Regions from separate parts of the Sus scrofa genome. Here region 1 is linked to region 2. A link is a contact called in public Hi-C data. All regions are on one chromosome and are shown on one strand. The core of a region is the stretch at or near the end of the contact, and the rest is flanking DNA. Distances in the headings are between cores, read along the strand shown. Region 1 holds the start of PIP4K2B (phosphatidylinositol 5-phosphate 4-kinase type-2 beta). Region 2 holds the start of MED1 (mediator of RNA polymerase II transcription subunit 1).

Evidence for each region. Hi-C and Micro-C count contacts between places; a contact is called where the count stands out from the background.
Region 1: a Hi-C map of liver shows a contact between it and region 2, with 4 times the contacts expected there. The contact joins the promoter of PIP4K2B here to the promoter of MED1 in region 2. A contact is called at or near these places in 2 of 47 Hi-C or Micro-C datasets (heart right ventricle and liver).

What each region holds. Positions count from the first base shown.
Region 1 is chr12:23,314,822-23,320,130 of Sscrofa11.1, reverse strand. It overlaps PIP4K2B (phosphatidylinositol 5-phosphate 4-kinase type-2 beta), which reads right to left and starts at 3,018. Exons shown (of 10, transcript XM_021067062.1): 1 at 2,674-3,018. The coding sequence starts at 2,832. It overlaps CWC25 (CWC25 spliceosome associated protein homolog), which reads right to left. Exons shown (of 10, transcript NM_001244652.1): 10 at 4,686-5,309. The coding sequence ends at 5,208.
Region 2 is chr12:22,828,077-22,833,455 of Sscrofa11.1, reverse strand. MED1 (mediator of RNA polymerase II transcription subunit 1) reads right to left here and starts at 3,051. Exons shown (of 20, transcript XM_021067050.1): 1 at 2,937-3,051. CDK12 (cyclin-dependent kinase 12) reads left to right here and starts at 2,061. Exons shown (of 18, transcript XR_002337130.1): 1 at 2,061-3,740.

The sequences.
Region 1 (5,309 bases), core at 1,769-4,268, 490 kb before region 2:
TACCCGCCAGGTCTGCCCCCTCTGGTCTCCATCCCCCTCTCGGAGGCCATCTCTTCCCTAACTCCAGAACCTCCGCACCACGGAAACACTGGTTTTCTCTCGTTATCAGTTCGCCCCTGACAGATCCAGAGTCTGATTTTTCTCTCTGTACAGCCTTCCTCTACCAAGTCCATGGACTGCAGCTGTCACGACGCTGAGTTCAAAGACCTCTCTTTCTCTGCTCAGAAGGAAATCAACCACCTCATGAGAGGGTATGTAATTGACTTGAGCTCCAGATAAAGACACATCCATCCTCCACGTCTCATACACCGTCAGCCATAGACCATCGTGGCCTACGTGCTTAAATCAGCAAGAAACTGAATAATCCAAGAAAAGGTGATATCCGAAACCTCAGACTGCGAAAGGTGGCAGAAGCTGGCTTCGGAAGGGAGGTCGCCTCCAAGAAAGGCTATCGATACCAGAACAATGTGGCCCTCGCTCTCCTGGGAACTGCACGATCTTATAATCTTCTGGGGAGATGTTTCATTTCCCGGATGGGGACCCTGAAGTACTAGACCTTGTGGCAGGCCCAGAGGAAGCAATAGAATTGTTGCCTAGCTGATGTCCAGACCTCGGCCGGTCCAGGGCAGTCATGTCCAGTGCGTTTCCCCGGAGGTGCTCGCTCATTATGTCCAGAGGTACGGGTCTTGCTTAAAGTCAATACCTTTCCAGCTGGCTCTCAAACTTGCTTAAAGTGAGCAGCGAAAGAGGGTGATACCTATCTCTCCATCTACCATTCAGAGACTCACTGCCTGCCTAACAGAAAACCAAGCACCACACACTCCTGGGAACTAGCAGGCGCAGGCACACACACCTGTCCTGGCCCTGGGCTGAGAGGCAGGGCAAGGAAAGGAAGCAAAGAAAATGAGACCTGCCATTCAAGCACCATCATGTGCCAACACAGCCCAACATACTGCACTGACAATGGGCTGCATGTCTTGTTGTGACCACAGACAACCTAATAATCCTCCACCCAGGGCCTCCACTCCTTCAGGTATAAAACAAGGGACCCAGAGTCCTCTTCTGACAAGTTGTCATATTCCTGACTCTCAGGCCTCTAACCAATGCTCTATACAGACAGGATGCTTTCTAGTGAGAAGCCAGCTGCACGACAAAACCAAGGATTGATTTCCAGGCAGGGACACCGGGTTCACATGTTGATGACCCAGTTTTCCCTGCAATATTGTCAGATGACCCCCAAGGCAGCAGGAAGCAAGAGGGACAAACTCTGCTGGACTCGTGAATCAAAGCAGCTCCCAGAGGTCTAGATGTTACACCAGCGGTTCTCCCTACCCTAGCCAGGACCCTCACCTTAGTGAAGTTACTGAACCGGCCCAAGACCATGAAATCAACAAAGACCTCACCAGACACACGGTGCCTTTCTGCAGTAGAGGTAAAGATCTAAAACCCCGGCTGAGACTACAGTTTATCAATCTCCAGCCGACGGCTCTTCTTGTAAAGCAAAGCTCAAAGTCTTGCTGGCCCTGGGCTCCTCTGTCATCAGTTGGTCTTGTGGGCAATTTCAAGTGCTCCGAAAAGTCACGGAGCCTAAAGAACTGATATCCACAAGAAACTCCAGCCATTAGCTTCACTTTCTTCATTCCAAACTTTGAATTGGTGCAGTTGGTATTTCGGGTTTTTTAACTTCCTCTGCTCATTTCTGGAAGTAAGGACGCACAATGAAATGCAAGAAACAAGTAGTTGGAAGAGAAAGAAAGACCCCAAACAAACAGGACCGACACAAAGTCCTCTAACTCAAATACTGGGCAGGGCCCCAACTTTCTAACGGGAGCAGTTGGACAATCTCAAAGAAGCCCAAGGACCCAAAGAACCTCTCTCTCATCATAATCACTATCCATTACCACACTCTCCCGACCACACAATAGAAAGCGCAGTAACTGAAAAGTCAACATCTTTGACACGATCGCCATAGAATTCAGGAAGATGCGTTATTCCTACTATGAACAGTCCTCAAAAGCAGGCCTCACCTTCTCTAATGGTTATTCCCCCTTCTCTCTAACCCAGGAAGACCCTGATCTGTGGCCCAAGGAAGCCAGTGCTTCTCCAGTTGATACATCTTGTTCGAGAAGAAAAGAAACCCGAGGAGGATTTCCAGGCAGGGGTAAAGAGGTCTGGAGGATGGGGAAACCTTGAGCAGCCACATCAAACGACCAGAAACGGAGGACTATTCAGGTAGGCCAATGCCACCTGCCCTGTCAACTGGACAGTGAGCTAGGCAGCCAATTATAAGGAAGAAGGGGGAGAACAAATGCAACAAACGGGGTGAGGTGAGAGGAGAGGATGATAGCCATTCCACCCCACCCAGGCCTTCCCTCTGCGCTCCAGGGGCTGCCCGCTGCCAGACGCAGGAAGCTTGAGGGGCTGGAGGGAAGGGGAGGACGCGACGGCACACCACCGTCGGAGGCACCAGGCCTCGCGTGGCGTGCAGGGAGGCACACCCGGCCGGGATGGCGTGCAAGGGCGGGGTGGGCGTGCAAGTGGCTTGTCGAGGGGGTGCACGCGTTACTGGCAGGGCCGGCCAGGCGAGGGCCCGGGGCGGCTGGGGGCGGGTGGGGGAGGCGTGAGCGCGCACGGGGCCGCGCTCGGAGGGGCGCGCGCGGGGGAGCTGGTTACCGTGTGGTTCACCCCCCACATCAGAACGCTGAGGATCGGCTCGCTGGCCCGGAATAGCTTCACTTTCTGGCACACGAAATGCTTCTTCTTGGTCTTGGTCTTGCTGGCGCTGAGCGGCGCCACCGCCACCGCCGTGGTGCTGGTGCAGTTGGACGACATGCCCGGGGCGGCGGCGGCGGCGGCGGCGAAAGGGGGGGCGACCGAGACGGCGCACAAGCCAGCGGCCCCAGGCCTCCCCCAGACCGATCCCCACCCCCGCTCCCTCACCGCGCCATGGTCGCGCCCGTCCCGTTACCTCCCCACCCCGCCCCGGTGGTTCCGTCCTCCCCACGCTCCGCCCTCTCTGCCCCGCCCCGCCCCGCCCCGCCCCAGGGAGCCCGCCCGCCCGCTCCGCACCCCGCCCCCAGGCGGTACAGCTGCCCAGCCGCCACCGGGCCCTCTCCTCCCTGCCTGGGTGGTACCGCCCACCCCGGGGAGGCAGCGGCCGCCCGGCCCGCCCCTCCTCCCCGGGCCTGACAGGAACGGGGCCGGCCTCCGCGTGCCTCAGAATCCCGCGCCCGAGCAGGGAGGGGAGGAGGACTGGGTAGGTCTCGCTGTCTACCGCGGGAGGGTCTCCCTGTCCGGGCCCACCAAAGCCAGGGTTTGGCTTTTTCCTCAACCTGACGTGCCAAGATGGCGGCAGCGCCACGGCTCCGGAGGGGAGGAGGGGCGGGAATGCGGGGGTGGGACGTACCATCCCCACCCCGGGGGAGAGAGAAGGAACACTGCGAGGGGAAAAGAAGGTCCTGCCCGGAAAGGCAAGGAACGCCCCCTCGCTCCACCCAAGCGTGGATTTTCCCACTCCTCTGGACCCCGGGGATGCACGCCACCCGCGGGACACGCCCCCTCCCCCCAGGGCCAATGAGAGGAGCCAGCCGGGAGCCTTGGGTTTTATGAATGGGTCCCGCTCCCACCCACCGGCCGCCGGCCTCCTCCCGCCAAAGGCTCGGGGTAAGGTGCAGGCTGGCACCTTAAGACACCTATCCTTCAGCAGAAAATTATAATCTTCTTACTCTCTGGCCCACTTGATGAGACCTTTGAGTAAACCGCCCACGCTTTGTTACATAATTCCTCTCGAACTGAGACTCCACATATTGGATACAAATTGCGGATCAATATTGCTCTGTATCGGAATCTGGAATTCGGTACTCACCCTAAGTTGCTCTTTACACAGTTAGGAAAAAAATAAATGTGGTCTTTATTACCAAGTAATAAAAGACATAATTAACCCTGGCAGGATAAGGTGATGAAATGAATGACAAGTGTATGTCACCTTCTCTCTGGAGAAAAACTGAGTTTTAAGCATGATAGTTTCTGGAATCGTAAGTGTTCAAAAATATAAACCCAGATTCGTTCTAGGCAGAATTAGGAATCAGCAGAACAAGGAACTAGAGCAGCTAATGTGTGGGTCAGCAGTGCCTAGGACCTCCTGGATGGAGTGAGAGCCTCTGGTGAAAGAAGTAAAGGGAAAGGGGTAGAGATAGGAGACTGGTCCCATGAGTTTGGGTGGTTTTTGTTTTTTTGTTTTAATACCTGACTAAAAAATAATAGCAAACAACACCTGAAAATCTAGAATTGTAATAAGATTACTACATGATAAAAGGGAAGCCATGAAATAAACAGCTTCCATTTTATTTTCTTTTAAGAGCCAAGGAGTATACTGGCAGTTTGGTCCTGACTCCTAAAATCATCTGACTTCAACACTGCACTGCCCACACTGCAGACTCTAAGCAGTGTAAAAGGATTGATACCCTACGTCCTATCAATAAACCCAGGCCCCTCCAAAACTAGCCAGATTCAAAGAGGAAAGAAAAGCTGACCTGCCTTACTGTGTTACTGGATGACAAGATACAGTGTGGTCCTATTACATAGTAAAGTCACTTACCAAACAAGATCTTCTCACAAAGCTAACTTCTTTTTTTAAAAGCATGAAAAAATATACATTTGTACATATACACACTATGCTTTACAGCTGGAGAAAAAGTCCAAATACTTCAATAGTTCATTTACAGGGCTTTTCTGCATTGTTTTCCCTTCCAGATTCTTTGTCACTCCCTGGGCTCTACCTGAGTGGCTTTGGGGAGAGAGGCTTCCAAAAGGTCCGGTCTATACTGAGGTGGTAGTATAGGGGTGTTCACACAGGTGGAGGGAAGAGGAATAAAAAGTACCCTGACCATGGGGAGCAGGCTTCCAGAGCAACATGAGTGCTCACCCCGAGATGCTCCAGTGCCCATCCACTAAAAAAAAAAAAAAAACAAAAAAAAGTTAACATCTGCTCTGCACCCAGCAAAAGTTACCGAGGGTCCCATAGAGCAAGTCACACGGGTTCTCAAAAGAAATGGGCTGTTTCTGCGATCCACGGGGGACAGTCACTTTGAACAGTGGTGGTTTGACATCTGTGGAAGAAGCCATTTGAACTCTTATAAAGAGAATTTGTAAGGGGTCAGCAGCCTCCCTGAAAACTTCAGGAAAACCAGCAAGACAGGCGATGGCTTTCATCTTTTCATAAAGTTCTTCTCCAGAGCTACTGAGGTCCTCTGCAGGGAATAAATATTCCGCTTCACCCGATCTTCCAGAGAGGAGGTAGATGCGCTCTC
Region 2 (5,379 bases), core at 1,802-4,301:
GACATCTGCCATTATGTCAGACACTGGTGGAGACATTTACATCCAGGCCTTCTTGCAGCAATAAATTGGGAGTTACCACACTTGAGTTCCAGTACTTATTTCTTTTTTTCTTGATAGTATTAATTTTACTTCCATAGATTATTTAAAAGTTGTCATGAAAAAGTTTTTTTTTTTTATCAAGATATGTGGACTTAAACATTTAGGTAAAATTTTTTTGGTACTCATGTAATCCAAGCAATATGAACACCTCCAGGGAGTGATTTTGAGAGTCAGCTTTTCTGCCTTCATTCAAAATGTTTTCTGGCTTCTAACCTACTGGCTGGTGTTCCCCTCTTTGCATATACAAATCCTATGTACTCTTCCTGGGCCAACTCAAATGTCCCATTTTTTTTTCTTGTTTAGCCACCTCATCAAATAGAGTTCCCAGACCAAGGATCAGATCCCTGCCACAGTTGCAACCTATCATAAGAAGCAGTGCTAGATCAGTATGCCAGGCAGGGGATTGAACCTGTGTCCTGATGCTGCACAGACACCACCAATCTGGTTGCACCCCAGAGGTAACTCCTAAATGTCCTACTTCTTTGTTGGGGGGGAATCTTTTTAGAGCTACACCCATGGCATATGGAAGTTCCCAGGCTAGGGGTCCAATTGGAGCTGTAGCCGCTGGCCCATGCCACAGCCACAGCATCGCCAGATCCGAGCCGGGTCTGCGACCTACCCAGCTCGTGGCAATGCTGGATTCTTAACCCACTGAGCGAGGCCAGGGATAGAACCCCTAACCTCATCGTTCCTAGTTGGATTGTTTCCGCTGTGCCATGATGGGAACTCCCTAAATGTCCTACTTTTATAATGCTTTCTTTTATCACTCCTAATCTCCTTTTGAAACTTCACACTGCTGTTTATCATTCTTATATTCTTCGAACATTTATCACATTATTATTATTATTATTTTGCATTCCAGTAGCATGTGGAAGTTTTTGGGCTAGAGATTGAACCCTTGCTATAGCAGCGATCTGAGTCACTGCAGTGACAATGCCAGGTCCTAAAGCCACTGCACCACAAGGGAACATATCACCTAATATCTTCTTGTGTATGAGTACATTGTCCATATTCTACTTGAGGACCCTCAGTGGCACTGTTACACAGAGAAGGAACTTTGTCTTACAGATACATGTTTACTGAAGTAAACAATGAGAAAGCCTGGACAAGTCACTTAGCTTCCCTGTGCCTTAGTCTTCTCACTATCACAACCCTATTTCAGAGGAAAGTTGTGAAGATGGAATGAGTTAATATGTGCTAAGGAGTTTTGAAAAATAAAAAGGAAGGGAAGTGTAAGATTTTTGTCTCGTTCATGAATATTATGCTTTGCTTGTTTGTAATTATAATCCTCTGTGAAAATAAAAGGCTAAATGATTCCTAAAGAGTCATAAGATGATCTCAAGAGGTGATGAGCATTCAAGTCTTTAAGCAGTTGAAAGGGTTAGTGCCACACAATGAAAGAGCTTGTAGTATAGTGTCGGACAAGAATTTGAATCTCTTTTTTTGGCCCTTGATGGACCAACTTTGTCACCTTGAGTGAGTTATTTAGCTCTTCTGAGACTGGGTTTCCTTATCGGTAAAATAGGGATAAGGAAATCGTGTTTTGCAGGGTAGTATGAGAAATAGAGAATTAGAGATAATGCACGTAGTAGTATATACAAGTGGGAAGAATTGTTAACACTTAGGGACTTGGGTTGAAATGTCCTCACATTTGTCCTTTGTTCTGTTGACATTATTTTCATCCTGGTACTTGAGAGTTGTTACAAAGCATGCAAAAATTAGTTTGCGCTGGCGCCTGAGAACACGTTTTTGTTCAATGAGTTATTAATAAAGTTTTGAATTTAAAAGATCATCCTAGACCCAATAAAGCTTTGCTCGAATGGGAAGCCGGGATCTTATCGCGAGAATCTGGCGGAACGCGTTTCTGGCCGGGGACCTGCTCTCGCGTTGTTTGAGCAAGCAGCCGCGAGAGGTGAACGAGAAGCACGAAGTACCGCGAGAGTTGGGCATATTCTCGCGATACTTCTCGGGATTACCCCCCTCCCCCCGCTCCTCCAAGTGCCGTTTCGGTTTAACCTAGTGTGTGACTGTGAGTCTGTGTGAGGGAGCGAGTGAGTGTGTGAGGTATTGAGGTGAGGCGGAAGCTAGAAACGGGGCTCCCTCAAGAGCGAGGGACAAAGGGGGTGTGAGGCGCCTAGGTCGCGGGACCCCAGCGACAGGAAGCCGCCCCGAGCCGGGCTACCGGGTAGGGGAAGGGCCCGCGCAGTCCTCACAGGGCCCCAGAGCCCGAGTCGGCCCCACAGCCCCGGGCCGCCGGCTTCCTACTTCCTCGACCTCCTTCCTGGGCGCCTAGGCCTGAGGATTGGCTCGGCTGGAGTTGGAGGGGAAACAGACTCGAGCGGCAGTCCGTTGTCTCACAACTCCACTGCTGAGGAACTCTCATTTCTTCTCTGGCTCCTTCACCCCCTACCTCATGTAGGAGGGTGCTGAGGAGTCGGGAGGGAGGAGGAGCCTGGGCTACCGTCCCTTCCCTCCCCACCCCCTTGTAGGGGTGATTTTGTAGGCGTGGGGCTGGGGTTGGGGGGGAGGGTGGGGGTTACTTTTTGGAGTGCTGGGGAACTTTTTCCCCTTTTTGAGGCCTGGGGAAAGGGAATGCCCAATCCAGAGAGACATGGGGGCAAGAAGGACGGGAGCGGAGGAGCTTCTGGAACTTTGCAGCCGTCATCGGGAGGTGGCAGCTCCAACAGCAGAGAGCGTCACCGCTTGGTGTCGAAGCACAAGCGGCATAAGTCCAAGCACTCCAAAGACATGGGGTTGGTGACCCCCGAAGCAGCACCTTTGGGTACAATTATCAAACCTTTGGTGGAGTATGATGACATTAGCTCAGATTCTGATACCTTCTCTGACGACATGGCCTTCAAACTGGACAGGAGGGAGAATGATGAACGTCGCGGGACTGATCGGAGTGACCGACTGCACAAACACCGTCACCATCAGCACAGACGTTCCCGGGACTTACTAAAAACTAAACAGACAGAGAAAGAAAAAAACCTGGAAACCTTTAGCAAGTCGGGATCGATGAAGGACCGGGTATCAGGAACTTCGAAGCGTTCAAATGAGGAGAATGATGACCATGGGAAGGCGCAGATCTCCAAAAGCAGCAGCAACAAGGAATCCAGGTCATCCAAACTCCATAAGGAGAAGACCCGGAAAGAACGTGAGTTGAAGTCTGGGCACAAAGACCGGAGTAAAAGTCATCGGAAAAGGGAAACACCCAAAAGTTACAAAACAGTGGACAGCCCCAAACGGAGGTCCAGGAGTCCCCACCGGAAATGGTTGGATAGCCCCAAGCAAGATGATAGCCCGTCAGGAGCTTCTTATGGCCAAGATTATGACCTTAGTCCCCCAAGATCTCACACTTCTAGCAATTATGACTCCTACAAGAAGAGTCCGGGAAGTACCTCAAGAAGGCAGTCCGTCAGCCCACCTTACAAGGAGCCTTCGGCCTACCAATCCAGCACCCGGTCACCCAGTCCCTACAGTAGAAGACAGAGGTCCGTGAGTCCCTATAGCCGGCGACGTTCATCCAGCTATGAAAGGAGTGGCTCTTACAGTGGGAGATCACCAAGCCCTTACGGTCGAAGGCGGTCCAGCAGCCCATTCCTGAGCAAGCGGTCTCTGAGCCGGAGTCCTCTCCCCAGGTGAGCTGTTTGTCTTGTCTAACAGTCCTTTCTTTCTTACGGTGGGTTGTGAGGAGCTATTAGAGAAGTTAACATTCTGTTGAAGTTCCCGGTATTGATCATTGACTAGAACACTTGGCTTCACTAGTCATCATGTAGGTGAGTCTGGTCTCTTCTTAACCCAGAATTGGAGAGGTGGAGGAGTATTCACATGCCTACTGCTGCTAAAGGTAGGTACTTCCAGTGGTGGGATCTTCAGCTGTAAGCGTCTGTGAGTAAAATCATAGGCTTCTGCTTACTTCATTGCATCGGATTGATACTGGTTCCCAGCTATTTGGGTTGCCTTGTCTTAAAATTTTAAAAATCACTTTAGTATTAGTGCTTTAGGCTTCATTGAGCCTGATTAAAAAGAAGTAAGAAGTTACAAATTTTCATTTGTATTGTCTCAAGGCTGTTTGCCTAGGTCATCTATCATTTGTGTTATCCACTGAGTCTCCAAACCCATAAGTTTATTTCCTAATTGATAATTTTTTGATAACTTATACAGGACTCCTATCTTCTTTTATCTGATGTTTCTAGTGAAAATTCAGCCGATTAGTCCTTTTCCCTCTGATGGTATAGCTTAACAGAAATTGGTTCCAAAGATAATTTGATTTTCTTTATAGCATCACCGTTGACCTATCTTGTGACCACAGGCAATTTCAGTATCTTTCTGTTAAAAAAATGGTAGTAGTACCTTCACAGTGATATTTTTGTGAGAAAGGCATGTTAATTTGATACTTAATTGTTGGAGTGAATTGTCTAAAGATAACTGTTCTTGTTCCTCTGTGATGAGATGCACCTCCCTTTTTGTAGACTTTACCATTTTCCACAAAAGCAGAACTTGGGCTCTTTTGGGGTTATACCTGAGTGGAATCCTAGTCTTGCTTTGTGAACTTTGGTAAATATTTTCTGTATGTGTAAAATGAGAGTAACTACTAGAGTTGTGAGGATTAACTGATGAACGTGAAGTGCATAGCACAGTGCCTATCAGTAAATTCTTTCTGTGAGTGAGGAAAATGTTGAACACAAGAGAAATTATGATAATTGGAAAAATCCATTTATGTCTTTTATATGTCAATGTAATTTTTGCTGATTTAAAATTATAATTCATAAACTAGTTTGAATTCATCAAGCTGTGCGAGTTCCTAGCTTTCAGAGTATAATGTTCCTTACTTAGGCTTTTCCCCTCCATTTTATTACAATTTTTCAAACAGAAAAGTTGAAAAAATTGTACTTAGGACTCAAATATGTACTACCTAGATTCTGCAGTTAATATTGGTTATTTTATCATCCCTGTGCATCATTCCATCAGGCATCTTTTCATTTGTTTTGATTCATCCCAAAGTAAATTGCAGACATCAGTATACTCCACTGTAAACATTTCAGGGTTCACTTTTTTTGGGGGGGAGGGATGAGGGGTAAAATTTATATACAGTGAATTGGATGTCTCGAGTGTACCATTTGTAAAATTGCTTAGTTTTTTAAGGAAACATGAGAAATATTCTCAATATTTGTTTTCTTATGGGAGTAGTTTCATTAAGGCTGTTCTGAGATATTTTATTGTTGCAGGGTTTGGGAATACAGAATTGCATTGAGGCTAAAACCCAGAATGAGTTTC